Regions from separate parts of the Anas platyrhynchos genome. Here region 1 is linked to region 2. Evidence: chromatin contacts called from public Hi-C data. All regions are on one chromosome and are shown on one strand. Each heading gives the region's core, a stretch centred on a gene start, on an enhancer-like site or on the middle of the called end of the contact. The rest is flanking DNA. Distances are from core to core; before and after follow the strand shown. Region 1 overlaps MAPRE2 (microtubule associated protein RP/EB family member 2). Region 2 overlaps MAPRE2 (microtubule associated protein RP/EB family member 2).

Region 1 (3,822 bases), core at 965-3,464, 40 kb before region 2:
TTCATCCCCTCTAAAAACAAGCTTCGGTACTGATCTTTATCGCCTGTGAAAAGTATTTAAATAAGCAGACTTTAGCACAGTCCACCCACTGCCCCTAATTTCAGAAGCTGGGCTGTGAGCTTTAGTTCTCACTCAAAACAACAAGGTTGCTAAGTTCAACTTTGCTAAGTTCAATTTTGAGGGCTATCTGAACTTACATATTAGAAGGTAGGGGTGTGGATCCGTAACCAATCCAGCCCAGAGTGGGAAGTACATTAAAAAACTCCTCAACAGTGTACTGACTACAGCTAATAGGGATAGTCTTACCTTGTACGTAGAGATCTTCCCCCTACAGTATTATCATGTCATTATCATTTGCAAAAAAAGTCTGTCTGTACTGTCGACTAACTTAAGTGTTTGGAAATTAAGGCTCAAAACATTCAAGGAAATCTGAGGAAAACCAATTTCAGTTCTTCAGCAGAGTGTTTTCTAACCCACAAGTGCTTTATAATCAGCAAAGCACATTTCTGAAGCATGGGGTTGTTGAGGGTATTAGGTCTCCACTTGAATACACGAGCCAGGTAAATCATCACCTAAATACTCACAAGTTAAATTTCACTTCCCCACAAAAAAAGACTTCTGTGCTCTTAGTGCAAATCCATTTCAATAAACTTAAGCAGCCAAAGCTCACCTATGAGAGCTATTTTATCAAAAAAAAATCTGCTTATTGCTCATGGAGAAGCCCAGTTAACAAATTGGGCACCTGGCTTGTCCAGTTTTACAGGAGTGGCAACAATAATTGAAACTAACATTTTTCTCCATGGGTATGCATGTGTTTCAATAGCACCAACTTTATGCATCCAATAGCTCTCATTCTGTGTCTGTTCAAGCATGGTATAAAGGGTTACAGAGCTTGTAACTTCCCCAAAAGAGATGTATAGATTAAGAGTGGAGTCCAAAACCATTCCCTAAAATAGTGATATGAAATTTGATCAGGGACTTAACAAGATCAAGCCATAGTGCTGAAAACCACTTCCATTTTTTTTTTTTTATTTTTTTTATTTTTTAAAAAGATCTCTTAATCTTGCCTAGCTTTGTGGAGGAAAACTGTCAAAAAAAACAAACACCTGATTTTCCAAGGACACCTCGTACTTAGCTGTTTGCAATGGTTTTGATATGATTAGGAATCTAAGATATTCCCTAAAGAAAAATAATCCTTCTGGCAGACTACAAACATCAGATGACAAAATTTGCATCTTCTTATATAAAACTATATAAACAGAATTAGTTTTTCAAACCTCATCCTCAGCAAGAGAACTAGCAAATGTGAAGCAACAGAAAACTGACATTACAAATAAAACTATGGTTAAGCAGATAGCACATGGCTTGACTACATTTATTACTGTTTAATTCCATGCAAAAGGATTATTATGCAATCATTTCATGTTATAAATTGAATTTGTTCCTAACTCTGCCCTTTCATCCCCCCCCATATCCCAATTATAAGCTTTACTCTGATATCTAAATAATTGCCTGGAGGTCTTGAAAATGCACTGTGCAACCTTTCATCTCCATCCTTTTAGAGAACGAGAAACCTAAAATGTTCACATGAGATTTCCTCCTTCTGCTCGTAATGCAAATTCCATTTGCTTGCCTTTAGACAGAGTCTTTCTTACTATTTAAGACGTTTCCTTGTGTTTCTTCTCCTCATTCAGACAGTTGTTTCTGTATTTTGTGAGCCAGGAGGTGGTCCCGGGTTCGCACAGCGCTCGAGGGCAGCAAACACTGGCATACATCCACGTGACGGTACACACCCGGTCTCTCACACAATAATGAAGCCTGCTGCCAGACTCTTTCCCCAACAGGAGGATTTTATCACATCGACAAATGCAATTTATTAAAATGCTCCTTCCTGAAGTGCAGAGGCAACATACAAATACAGACTGAACTAAACACCACCAACTACAGAAAGAAGAAACTCCGTGACCCACAAATAGCAGAAGTGAAAGTATCATTAAAGCTAACTGGGACTACCTGATTTTAGACAAAGATGTCTATATATATGTACACAAATACACTTAATATCATATAGGCATTATTTATTTAGGATTTTGCCCCCTAAAGCCTGTAGCTGTCACACTGCATTAGGACGCCAGCGCAGCAGAACCAGGACACTGCTTTCTATGCTGCCAACTGTTGAGATTTCACGGAGGCAGCAGGAAAAGCGGGACGGGGGAAGTTATGCAAGACTGCAGTGCCTGCAATTCACAGCCACAGCACACAGGCACGCGGTCCTCTGCACGCTGGGCAGCACTTTGGGTCTATTCAACATACCATGCAACTGATGCTTCACTGCAGCTGCCTGGGAAAGGAGCATCCTTAACATAACGTAAAGAACCGCAGTGGAGGTAACGATGTCATGGCTTCTGACAGATAGCTCTTGCATAATTTACATGGACAAATGGGTTTTTATGCCATTATGTTTTATTCAAGATTTAAAAACCTGCACACGTTCTCTGGGAAAAAAAGCATACCCCTCCAAAAAAAAAAAAAACAAAATGGCCAAAAAATCCTCACCCCAGACCTAACAAATCTCTACACCACAGTACTACCTGCCCCAAACTGCCCTCAGAGTACATCTGTCTCTGTGACCAAGAAATTTTTGTATACATAAAAAAAAAGCTTTTGTATGCATAAAGCACACACACTAAAAAAGAAATAGTATGAAATCTCTTCAAACAACAGATGGAAACTAAAGGTGGCACTGCAGAAGAGATTATTGGATGTGGGAGACACGTCGATGTTAAAGCCCTCCTACTCCATATTAGCAAACAAGCAATTTTGAATCCCTGCGCAAACCCCCTTTCATTTTTCCATCCAGAATATTGACGCAGCCACCAATTACGAGAGAGATTCGCAGGCCAGATGCCAAAACCAACCCGCAAACACAATTAGCGAGCAGGAACTCCACGCTCGCTTTCACGGTGAAGGGCACGGCAGCAGCCCATGAGGCTCCATCCAGCTGGCACACCCGGCAAAAACCGTTCTACTTGACTTGCTTCTAATATTTATAGGAAAATAATGGGCGAAGTCACCACGGTGAGTCTTGGTAGCATTGAATCTGGCGGGCACACTGGATGCTGCTGCTTCAGGCCGAGGGGAGGCCTATGACTCATTTTCTTCCCCTCCTCTCTGGGAGGAATTTCGCTGCGGCCGAGATGGAAAAGCCCAGCAGCACCGCTGGCTTCAGGCACGGCCGCGTGTGGCCGGCCGCACTGCCAGCCTGCTGCTTGTGCTGCTGGGTTTTGGTGCATTTCAGTGGGTTTGCTGGGCAGGCGGAGGGCAGAGGAGGGGAAGGGCTGCTGGGGCTGCGTTCAGATACAGCAAAGCCAAGTGAGAAGTGAAGAGGTTGTTGTTAAAGCTAGATTTTCTCCTCTCTCTCTCCCATCTTAAGGCTGAACCATCCAAAAGTGTAAACTAGTGTTTTCTTGGTAATAGAGATACTTCTGCTTCCGACTATTCCAGTCAGAAGGAAATTGAAGGAGATCGCAATGAAAACAAGAGAACACCATTCACTGCAAGCTTTTACTGCTCAGGAAACCTCCTAAACCGCAGCTGAAGAGCAAGACTAGATCCTTGCTTTTTTGAACATGTTATTTATAACATTTACAAATTAAACTTGCAGTATTTGCACACTATGAAATACTACAATATGAACACAAGCATGCCCCAGTTAATATATGCCCTCTCTAGGAGTAGTCAGGTCACTCCTTCACGTCCTGTCCCTCCTCATTCATCCCTCCAACCCTGCACCACATGGAGGCAAGACCTCAGCAAGTCACA
Region 2 (4,083 bases), core at 1,028-3,527:
AAACCAGACATAAAGCAGCTGTGTCCTATGCAGGACTGACTCCTGAACAGATGTCCTCCGCTACATTTTGGGGGACCTGACGTTGTTTCTAAAGGATGAAAAGGGCTTTCAAAGCAGGCTGCTCAGCCAGAAGTTCAAATATTTCATACTACTGAATTATTTTGGCTGAAGGTTCAAAGCAACCCTTAGGGAAGCCAGGTTGTCTTTGGTAGGAATTAAGGGGACCAATCTGGGGAAACTAGCAGGGTTCCCATCAAGTGAGAAACAGAGCTCACTTATCTAGAAGCAGCATTTTATCCTGCACCAGTGCTGGGAGGTATGGAGAATGAAGTGAGAGGAAATGCTTCTTTATTCTTCCCAGTTTAAGTAACTCCACGCAGCTTTTGCATGAATGACCAGAGAACATTTGTTTCTGCTCAGGGAAGGAATGAGAAAAGGTCATACAGGCCTTTTTGTTCAGGTTTCCCCTAAAGAAGGCATGGATTAGTAGTTCAACATACAAGCATACATTCTGTGTATATATGCATTTATAAAAATACATAGTATAATGTGTGTACATATGTATAGTTTGCTTTCTCTTCTCCTATCTCAAAACACAAGTTTATTCCTGACCTAATGTTCCAGCATAAGCCAGCATTGATTTCTAATATTAGAGTGTATTTTAAGTGTTTTAAGTCATAATACATCAAGCAAGGAACTGTAACTGCCAAAAGCCCCCTTATTCATGTCTTGCACATGAGAGATCCTAATGTGAGAACCGTAAAATCCTTGGATACTCCAGCATTCATTCTTTGTGCTGATTTCCATATAACTTAACTCCAGGAATAAGTATGCTTGTTTGCCAGGCTCAAATGCACTGAAACATGATCAGGTTTCCCAAGTATGTTACGTGGATTTACTTTTTGCAATTGTAATAGCTCAGTTAACTTTTTAGCAATATAATGAACCTCTGGTATTAAAAGGCTGATAGCTAGACCTTTATTTTGACATATAATAGGCCATAAGGACTAAGGGATTTGGAGAGGAAAGGCTATGCAGTATGCAGCAGCCCCCAGGGAATACACTGGGAAGCTGCCTGTTGCTTCAAGGGTAGGGTTACCGATTCCAGGAAATCTGCATGCTTCAGATAAGTTCCTATTAGACAGGTAGGATGTTGTCTGCTCATGTAAGTGTCTATTTGATGGCCATGTACTATCTCAATGTCCACAGTTTTCTTCAGATTTCCTGTTGTTTCAAAGTACTTGTGAGAGTGCAGCATAACCAAGTAAAGAAGCTGTACTTTAAGCAGTGTCACCTACCCTGGGCAGGAGTAGAAGCAATGGGGATGAGCACAGGGCATTGTCCTGCTGCACTTCCACCTGTGACACCTTCATGAAAAGGGCTGTGTCCATGATACAATTTCCTAGTTCTTGGAATTGGATTTGTCCTGTACTTTATCCTAAGATCCATCCATGATGCATACAAGCCTCATTCAGCTCCAGATTATATACTGTCTACTGAGGATTTCCAGGTGCACTTGGGACCTGCATATCTTCTAATCGCTCTGGAAACAACTCTTTTCTTGCAACCTGATGAATCTGAACTGAGGCTCCTGTCTTAACTCTCCCTTTTCCAATGCCAGCCTCTTTAAGTGCATCTGTGCCAGTTAACACAGGCAATTCTTTTATTTCCCATAGAACTTACCCTGAATAATTTCTCATCTATCATGTATCCGGAGAAATTCTTCTGCAAACATTTAAGCTTCTTCAGGGCATTAAATAACTTGGAGCAAATCCCTAGTTTCACGGTGAAACAAGTCTTTAAAATAGCTCAGACACAAAGCTCTTACTTTTTACTACAAAACATGAACAAAAGAACCACCACAAACTGAAACCTATCCTAAGTCCAAAGCTAGAATTTATATGCTTGTAACAGCTTTTCAAGCATTAGCAGAAACAAGGTGGCATATTTTAACATTAAAGTGCTTCATTACACAGCCCTAGGATCATTTCAGTGCTATGCATATTTCCAGCACTAGCTATGAATAAACCTCCCCACACTGTATTGCAAATCACTGATGCTGCCAAGGGAAAAGGCACGCACAGCACCCACCACAGCACGGTGAACAGTGCCAATGGCCAATCTATTTAAGTAAGAGTTTTATTACCAGGGCATCCTATGCTCCATTTTGGCAACAGTTACAATTTCTTGTGTAGTTAGTAGCACAGATGCAGCAGCAACAAGAGAAAGGGAGCAAGTGACAGCAACTGGAGGGAGCATAGATCTGTTCCAGGAGCATCCTCTCAGAAGGCTTTCTAAACATTGCCACCTTGTGGGCCTTGCATCTCCTTGTTTCGTTGATCCCTTCACAGGTGACTCACTGCGAGGATTTCATAGACGCCAGGTTGGAGGCTGGACAGTTGGGGTTAACACCCAGATTGGATGGGATACAATCAAAACTCACTTAGGAATTAGAAAAGGGACAGAACCTTACAAATTGCATCTAATGTAAGTGACCAACCCCATGCAGCAGCACTTAGCATACTTTGCTCTTCTTCCACTTGCCATTATGGAAGCAGCACTAATAGTGTACAGAAGTGCTAACACTTAAAAACAAATGAAAACAATAGTATAATTTCCTCGAGGTTCCAGAAAAGATGGAAGAGAAGTTAAATTCACCCACAGTTTTCCCTTTTTCATTGCTTTCTGTCAGCAATTCTTTCTGACACTAGTTGAAACTATTTCCAAAATATTTGTGGCACCTAATTTAGTTTTCATCATTTCTGTTGTATGAATGAATAACTTTTAATGACTTGAATCTTTTAATTACATTGTCAAAGACATTGCAAAGGAATATTGCTTACTATTGGTATCAAACTTATTTAGCTATTGCCTTAAAGGCATCAAGCAAAAATTCTAGAGTAGATTTTATCAGTCAAAACCACTGTAACAAACACATACAAAAGACACAACACTTACTTTGAGCATCCAAACACTTTCCCTGGTTGCTGGCTTGAACTATTCCTTGCAGCAATTTGGTACTAGAAAGAAAACATGAAAACACTTAGTTCAACAAGCAAACTGGAAAGAAAAAAAAGAGGAAAAAAAGAATCACTGAATGGTCTTTGCCCGTATTGGTTGGGCAGTGATGCAGTAGCTGTATGCTAAAAATGAAGCAAGAGGAGAGGTCCCTTATTACAATACCCTAATTCAGCTGTGCTCACAATAGTTCAGTGTCTAACACATCTGCACAACAATCAGATGTCCCTCTGATATAGTAGCAGATCTATGAGGTCCCTTGTGCTGGGCTACATTCAGAGTTTATTCATAATTTCTGGGCACATTGCTGTTTCTTCATCTGACATGTTTCTTCAGAGCACAGGCAATCAGTTATGACTGTTGTGTCATGCAACCGGGGCCTTGCTGCACTTGCCTGAACAGATTTTTCAGATAAAAAAACTACAATTGAGAAAAACTGATACCCAGGAAAACCTGGGTTTTTGCTAATACAACCCTAAAACCCATTGGCAATCCTTAGAATTTTCTTACTTAGCAGTGAAGCCATCATGTTGCCATGTGCAACGGCCACATTTAAGAACCATTCTTCTCTGTGTTCCTAGATACGTTTTCCTACAATCGCTGGATTTGTCCTCATATCCATACTTGCAAGTGCTACATTACAGGCTACAGAAACATAAGCAGGAGCAACCATATGTGGTTTTCAATTTGTTATGAATTACATATTAAGGTTACGTGGCAAGGTTTCTTAATTCACCTCCTCAGTCAGCAGGAAATCTTTTTCCTAGCAGGTAAATAATGGTTTACTCAGACCAAGGCCCCGAATATTGCTTGTTTTGCATTCATGGTCAACTAGCTGGGACAGCCCAGCAGGGAGGGGTGTTCTAAAGGCATCCATCCCTGCTGAGCACCATGAAACTACATCAAATGGGATCCCAGTGGTGCCTAGATTGATTCAGGACTGAGGGATGCAAGAAGCCCCAGCAGGTGAATTTACATTCATCATAAATCCTATTCTGAGATGAGAAAAACACAAAGCAAGTCTCTCTCTAATACATTATCTTCTGGAAAAGGTAAACAGACCTT

Evidence for each region. Hi-C and Micro-C count contacts between places; a contact is called where the count stands out from the background.
Region 1: a Hi-C map of skeletal muscle shows a contact between it and region 2, with 5 times the contacts expected there. The contact joins two enhancer-like sites. A contact is called at or near these places in 4 of 8 Hi-C or Micro-C datasets (liver, skeletal muscle and subcutaneous adipose tissue).

Annotation. Positions count from the first base shown.
Region 1 is chr2:45,998,548-46,002,369 of IASCAAS_PekinDuck_T2T, reverse strand. The region is part of intron 3 of MAPRE2 (microtubule associated protein RP/EB family member 2); the gene reads right to left. Among named protein-coding and RNA genes, the nearest start is that of MAPRE2, 68 kb to the right of the region's middle. Within about 2 kb of position 2,214, at least 2 of the 8 cell types and tissues checked have an H3K27ac peak or open chromatin away from gene starts, as enhancers often do. A contact at or near this core is called in subcutaneous adipose tissue, where this site is marked.
Region 2 is chr2:45,958,380-45,962,462 of IASCAAS_PekinDuck_T2T, reverse strand. MAPRE2 (microtubule associated protein RP/EB family member 2) reads right to left here. Exons shown (of 8, transcript XM_072034677.1): 2 at 2,959-3,020. Among named protein-coding and RNA genes, the nearest start is that of MAPRE2, 28 kb to the right of the region's middle. Within about 2 kb of position 2,277, at least 1 of the 8 cell types and tissues checked has an H3K27ac peak or open chromatin away from gene starts, as enhancers often do. A contact at or near this core is called in subcutaneous adipose tissue, where this site is marked.